Linked DNA regions of Mus musculus: region 1 is linked to region 2. The links are chromatin contacts, called in public promoter capture Hi-C maps. All regions are on one chromosome and are shown on one strand. Each heading gives the region's core, a stretch centred on a gene start, on an enhancer-like site or on the middle of the called end of the contact. The rest is flanking DNA. Distances are from core to core; before and after follow the strand shown.

Evidence for each region. Promoter capture Hi-C pulls out the DNA fragments that hold promoters and counts their contacts.
Region 1: a promoter capture Hi-C map of embryonic stem cells shows a contact between it and region 2, with 3 times the contacts expected there. The contact joins the promoter of Otp here to the enhancer-like site in region 2. A contact is called at or near these places in 7 of 39 promoter capture datasets (the C10 cell line, embryonic stem cells, hippocampal neurons and 3 more), 2 of 484 Hi-C or Micro-C datasets (the N1E-115 cell line and embryonic stem cells), 13 of 115 datasets of contacts at active chromatin or transcription factors (bone marrow-derived macrophages, embryonic forebrain, embryonic hindbrain and 4 more) and 3 of 9 other capture datasets (adipose tissue, embryonic stem cells and macrophages).

What each region holds. Positions count from the first base shown.
Region 1 is chr13:94,874,170-94,877,025 of GRCm38.p6, forward strand. It overlaps Otp (orthopedia homeobox), which reads left to right and starts at 1,467. Exons shown (of 3, transcript NM_011021.4): 1 at 1,467-1,637. The coding sequence starts at 1,601.
Region 2 is chr13:94,645,926-94,648,678 of GRCm38.p6, forward strand. No RefSeq gene overlaps it. Among named protein-coding and RNA genes, the nearest start is that of Gm32305, 49 kb to the right of the region's middle. Within about 2 kb of position 1,421, at least 6 of the 459 cell types and tissues checked have an H3K27ac peak or open chromatin away from gene starts, as enhancers often do. A contact at or near this core is called in embryonic stem cells, where this site is marked.

The sequences.
Region 1 (2,856 bases), core at 217-2,716, 230 kb after region 2:
AAACAGACTTCAGAGGGCCACCCTTTGTGGAAGCTTTATTTGCACTAAATGAATAATCTTAATTGCATCACCCTCGAATTAAAAATCAATGTTAATCAAGTTGGGAGCAGTAAATATCAGTTTTCATTTTGCCTTGGGTAGAGGGCATTTTTCTTGTGTTGCAAATAAAAATACAAGTCAAATAACTTTAAAGGGGCATCATGTTCTGCTGCAAATACAATTGAAACGGATTGTTTGGGAGCAGATCAGAAACGGTACAGAATTTTGCACTTAATTTCCTCAGTTATCATTTACAATAAGAACCTCTGGGCTTGGCAGCCAAGTCTAAACAGTAGTAAATTAGTACAAATTTATACTGATTTTACTCTAATAATCGTAATAAAAGCTTATAGATTTGGCACTAATTACATAAATGCCTAATGATCTTGAAAATTACTCTGGTTAGAAATATATTACTAATCTAAACTTTGTTGTTGGCTGGCTCTGAAAAATCAGAACATTAGAAATGGTTCGCTTCACTTGTGCAAAAGCACTTTAAATTGTTCAAGTAGTTTAACACATCCAAGAGGAAAATAAAGAGCGGTTAACTTTATTTACTGCCTTAAGTGGCTTTGGTCGTCTAGCTGAACTTAGAAACTTTGACCGAAAGAGCAGGTTGGGACCTGGGTGAGAGTGTAGGCCTATCGGGCAGGTGGCCCTGGAACGCAGCTTCTGGAGTTCTGGAGGAAGGCTCACTTCATGAAGTCTCCCCCTCCCCCAAAGCGGACAGGGGACCTTGGCGGGGTGGTGGTGGGGGGGCAACTTCCTCTTTATTTTCTAGGCTTGCAATGGGATTGGGGCTCAGTAGGCCAGAGTCTGGGTCTCTAGAGAAGGCCTGCAGAACAGTGGCAGAAATTTAGGGTCGTTCTAGAGATGGTAGCTTGGCTGCCTGGTGAGCTAGGGCTTTGACTACCGCGGTCCAGTGTCCCCTAGCTGGCACGAGCAGGGGCAGCGGGGGCGCGGGTGCGGTGGGATGTGTGTGGGCTGGGGGTGGCGACTCTCAGGTCATGCAGAGGTCATGTCCTGCTTTGGTGTCTGAACTGCCCCCGTTCCAGGGACACCCTAGCTCTGATACACAGAGCCTGTGAAGCGAGCAAGGCAGGACAAGGAAAGGGGAGATGTGCCCGGAGAAAATCTCTGGGAAGAACTGACCGAGGCTCGGCCCAGAGGCCCAGGGCGAGGCCAAGGTGGCCGCTGCTGCTTTAGCGGCTGCTGGAGGCTGGAGCTGCCTGGGCTGCGGCCGCCGCCTCCTCCCGGCAGGCGCAGGCGGGCGGGCGGGCGGAGTGGGGGACTCTCCGGGCGCTGACATTTGCAGGCTGCCCTCCTGATTGGTCCCCTCGCCGAGCTGCTCACGGGTTCATTCATCTGTTAAGCACCTCCCCGTCTCTCTAAAGGACATTATAATGCAAGAAGCCCCCTTTTTAACCACAAACCGAATTTTCTTTCATTTAGGTGATCTATATATATCTATATCGTATAGCTTATAGCTTATATCTATTTTAAATAACTTAAAGCCGCTAAAATTTGGGGGGGAACAGCTTTCGCCCTGGAGCGGTGCGCGATGCTGTCTCACGCCGACCTCCTGGACGCCAGGCTAGGTGAGTGAGCGCCTCTCACCCGGGCAGCCAGGAGAAGCCGGGGCAGGAAATTGTCAATTTGTTCCTTATTTTACCTTAATGCGCCCTAAATGGACTAATTTCTTTAAAAGTAATTGTGCTGTATTAAAGTTTAATTTGATTTAACATCGTCTTAAAAAAAATCTATGGAATATGTAGATTCCAAAACAAAACGGAGTTGGGGATGCTGACACCTTTTTGTTTTTCTTATTTTTTTCTTTCTCTCTCCCCTTCATTATTAATATTATTATTTTTGGAAGGAGTTCTAGCCCGCGATAATTTGTTTGGAGGTGTTTCTCTCTTTTTCCACTCTTGTTTGCTTTGATTTGGAATTTCTTTCATCCCTTTTTCCCCTTCTTCCTTTCTATCATCACCTTCTCCTCTAAGTGTGCTTAAATTTGTTTTCTTTTTTTAAAAAAAAATCTTCTCCTTTGTGAAGGAGAAGCCGCTGTATGAAGGTGGATTTGCTAAGTGTGCTGGTTGAGAAGAAAAGCCCAACTCATCCTCTCGGGCATCCCTGCCTTCTACAAGGGACTCGGTGTTACCAGTGACGGGGAGGGACGAGCCGTTTATTTCTCGGGAGAGAAAAGTTGAATTCTCTAAAGTTTGATTCACTGTTATGGCTATAGAGTTTACTTAAATTTCTTTGAAGCTATCTGGGTTACCAAGTTCTGGGCTTCAGGCTTGGGGAGCTTTAGTGATGGATGTGACTCCGTTTCCCAAACACTTTCTCTGATTTGAGGGGGAGGCGGAGCTGATTTGGGCTTATTTTGAGAGGTGGAAGGCTTGGAGACATATTCATCTTCCGAAAGTCAGAGGGAATTGGCCAGAGTTCATTTAGCGCCTTTGCTCAGGAGGAGCAGCCTCCAAAGGCTCTCTCTTGATTTCTTTTTCTCCCGCACCACCCGACTAAGAATTTTCTCAAGGTTTCCTGGGACACCAGGGTTACAGTTAGTGAAAGGACTCGGGTGTGTTTCATTGTCAGGCCTGGGAGTGGTTTTTTTGTTTTTGTTTTTGTTTTGTTTTTTGTTTTGTTTTGTGGGAGACACGAAGGCCGGAGCTGTGAAGCACCAGAGCGGGCTGTGGAGAGAAGGAGGCCAGGAGATGCTATTTCAACCTAGCTGTCCAATTCCTGGGAAACCGGGCTGAGGACCAGGCAGTTTCCGCCTCGGGGCAAGCGTGGGCGCAGAGGGAGCGGTGG
Region 2 (2,753 bases), core at 171-2,670:
TTGTATTTGGGAATGGTCAGGGGGAGCAAGGTGGAAATCATGTGAGCAGCGAGGCTTATTGAACTGTGTGGCCACCGGAGGCTCCGCCAGCCGCGTGTGTCATGTGCTGGTGGTCATGTGTCCAAGGTCATCCCTCCAGAGGCTGCCCAGCTGACCCATAGAAACATATTATCTGGGAGCTCAAGGTCCAAACATGTTTATCAACCATAAAATTGGATGCTGGTCATACTCTTGTCCCTTTTTTGAAGGGCTGTCACTTTGGGGGTGGACTGAAGAGGACATCAGGCATCCAGCAATGTCCCCTGAGAGAATGTTCTCCAAGAAGGTGGCTTAGTCCTTTCCACAAGGATTGACTGAAAAGGCATTATGCAAATGTCCTTTGTTCCCCAGGAGGGTGGCTGGCCCCTCTCTGCACCCAAGGTGAATCAGTTCTGGTTTGGCCTCTAAAGATGTATCTAGAGGGTCAAAAGAGATTTCTTCAGATCTATGTGACGTCTCCTGAGGCTCTGACTAGTTTCTTAGATGTTTGAAAGGGCCAGCCATTGGCTCAGGTGTCACATCACAAAGGGAGGCTTTTGGAGACCAACATTCCCTTCCATGCCCTGAAATCTCCACATTCTTCTGGATGCTCAGACTTAGCTCTCAGGCTCTCTAGTCCAGGCTGGTACTGGGAACACCAAGACCAAGAAGCAGATGGGTGGTGCCCTGCCATTCACACAGCTGGGAGGCCAGCACAGCTGGCAAATGGTTGTCCACAAGCTCTGATTTGTTCACTCGCTCTTCCTTCCTTCCTTCCTTCCTTCCTTCCTTCCTTCCTTCCTTCCTTCCTTCCTTCTTCTCCCCTTCCTTCCTTTTTCCCTCCATCCTTCCCTCCCTCCCTCCCTCCCTCTTTCCCTCACTTTCTGTGCTCTCACTTACCCCACCCCTCCCCCAACTCTCCCCATTTCCTCCCCCACTCCCTTCCCCGACACCCTCCTCCCTCAGTCCCCCCACCCGACTCCCAACAGCCCTGTCTGGCCTCCAAAGCAGTATGTCTTAGGATGACCTTGAACTTTTTCCGGTCAATCTTCTTCCACATCCGAGTGCTAGGATTGCAGGCATGTATCATGCCTGACTCACATGGTGCTGAGGCTCAAACCCAGGGCGCCATGCGCTCTGCCCACTGAACTACAACCCTGGCCTCCAGAAGAAGCTTTCTAAAAAACGGAAACAAACTGCCCAAGTTATCTGAAAATTGCTAATTCTCCCAGACTGACCTCCAATCCCTCGGATGAAGCCACGAGTTTCCAGCTTTATCTCCTGAGTGCACCTCTTTTCAAGAAAACACATTTTTTTTTTTTGAGGAACTTCTAGATTCCAAGCCTTGTACAGAGTGCTGAAAATACTTCAGAAATTCAGACAAACACAGTCCCGACTACTGGGGCCGACTGGAGCCAAAAATCTGTCCACAAGTTTGGATTCAAGGTCATTTGATTCCCCAGGGCTTCTGGTTAGAAGTATAAAATGACACTTTGTTTTGTTTAAAACAAAACCAAAAAAAAAAGGTGTTGCTGTGGAATTATTAGCAATGTTCTCATTTTTTTTTTTTTTTTTTACAAAGCATGGGAGGTGCCATTTATAAAAATCCGAAAAGGCTTCTCTACAAACTAAAAAATTTAAAAATAAGAGTAGGCTGGGCTGTTAAAGGCTCACAACCGAAATATAGAAATAAGGGTGGGAAATGTACCTCTTCAGCAGCCCAGGAGCAGAGGGAGGGTCTGTCCTGTTTGCACTCCTTCCTTAGCAAACCTAGAGGTCCCACAAAAAGAAATGTGGACGCTGGCAGGAAGCAGTGGCCTGGATAGTGTGCATTTAATTAGCAAATGAATTGTGCTCCTCTGGCGTGACCGCCTAATCCAAGGCTGCTCCTGTATCACTTTGGTTTTAGCTATTTTGTGATGATTGAGTTCAATGATTCTGTGTAGGGAAAAGTAATTTCTGAATAGTCGATTGTAAGAGAGAAAACAATAACTGAAGGAGCTCTATGCTTTGGAGCTGAGTGTTCTTGGGCAAACCGTGCAACAGAGGACTGAGGCTAATAAAGAGACTTCTGAGACAGAATAAGTCCTTCCCAAGGACTTATCTTAGCAGGAAGCTTGAGTCTCCTGAGTCTAGTGAGCAGAGAGTTGGAAGTGCTCTCCCCAGCAGCCTTCCATGAGTGCAACCGTTAGTCTTAGGGATCAGAGGTAGTACCTGGGAGTGGGTTGGTGGCATAAACTCTGTCTGTCCTTCTTGAACCAAATGATGAGATTAGATTAAAATTTTTCAGGTAATTAAAAGCTATGTATACAATTGTTTTTCTTCCTCACTAAGGGCCAATATTAATATCTTGATATATTGATGTTATCATTTGGAAATGAATACTTTTCTAAAGCAGATTGAAAACGAGGTCCTATGTGAAGGATGAAGGGGAAATATGTATAAACCTTAGGTGTGCCACATTTTCCCACAGAAATGAAGTCTTATTTATTAAAGCTAGAATTACTGGCAGTGTCCCTGGTGAACAGTTATCCCTTCATTTTTATTTATATGTACGAATTGAGGGGGTAATTAAAGATCTAACATGTGAGGTAGCTAACATGCCTTTAGATTTTATTCGTATTTTTGCTGTTCCTATCATAGTAAGGGCTGTCAGGGAGACTGTTACACGTGATCTTCTGACGTGGGCTCCTTGTATTTAGTGGCTTTCTCTTCCTCCAAGGCCTCGGGGCTTG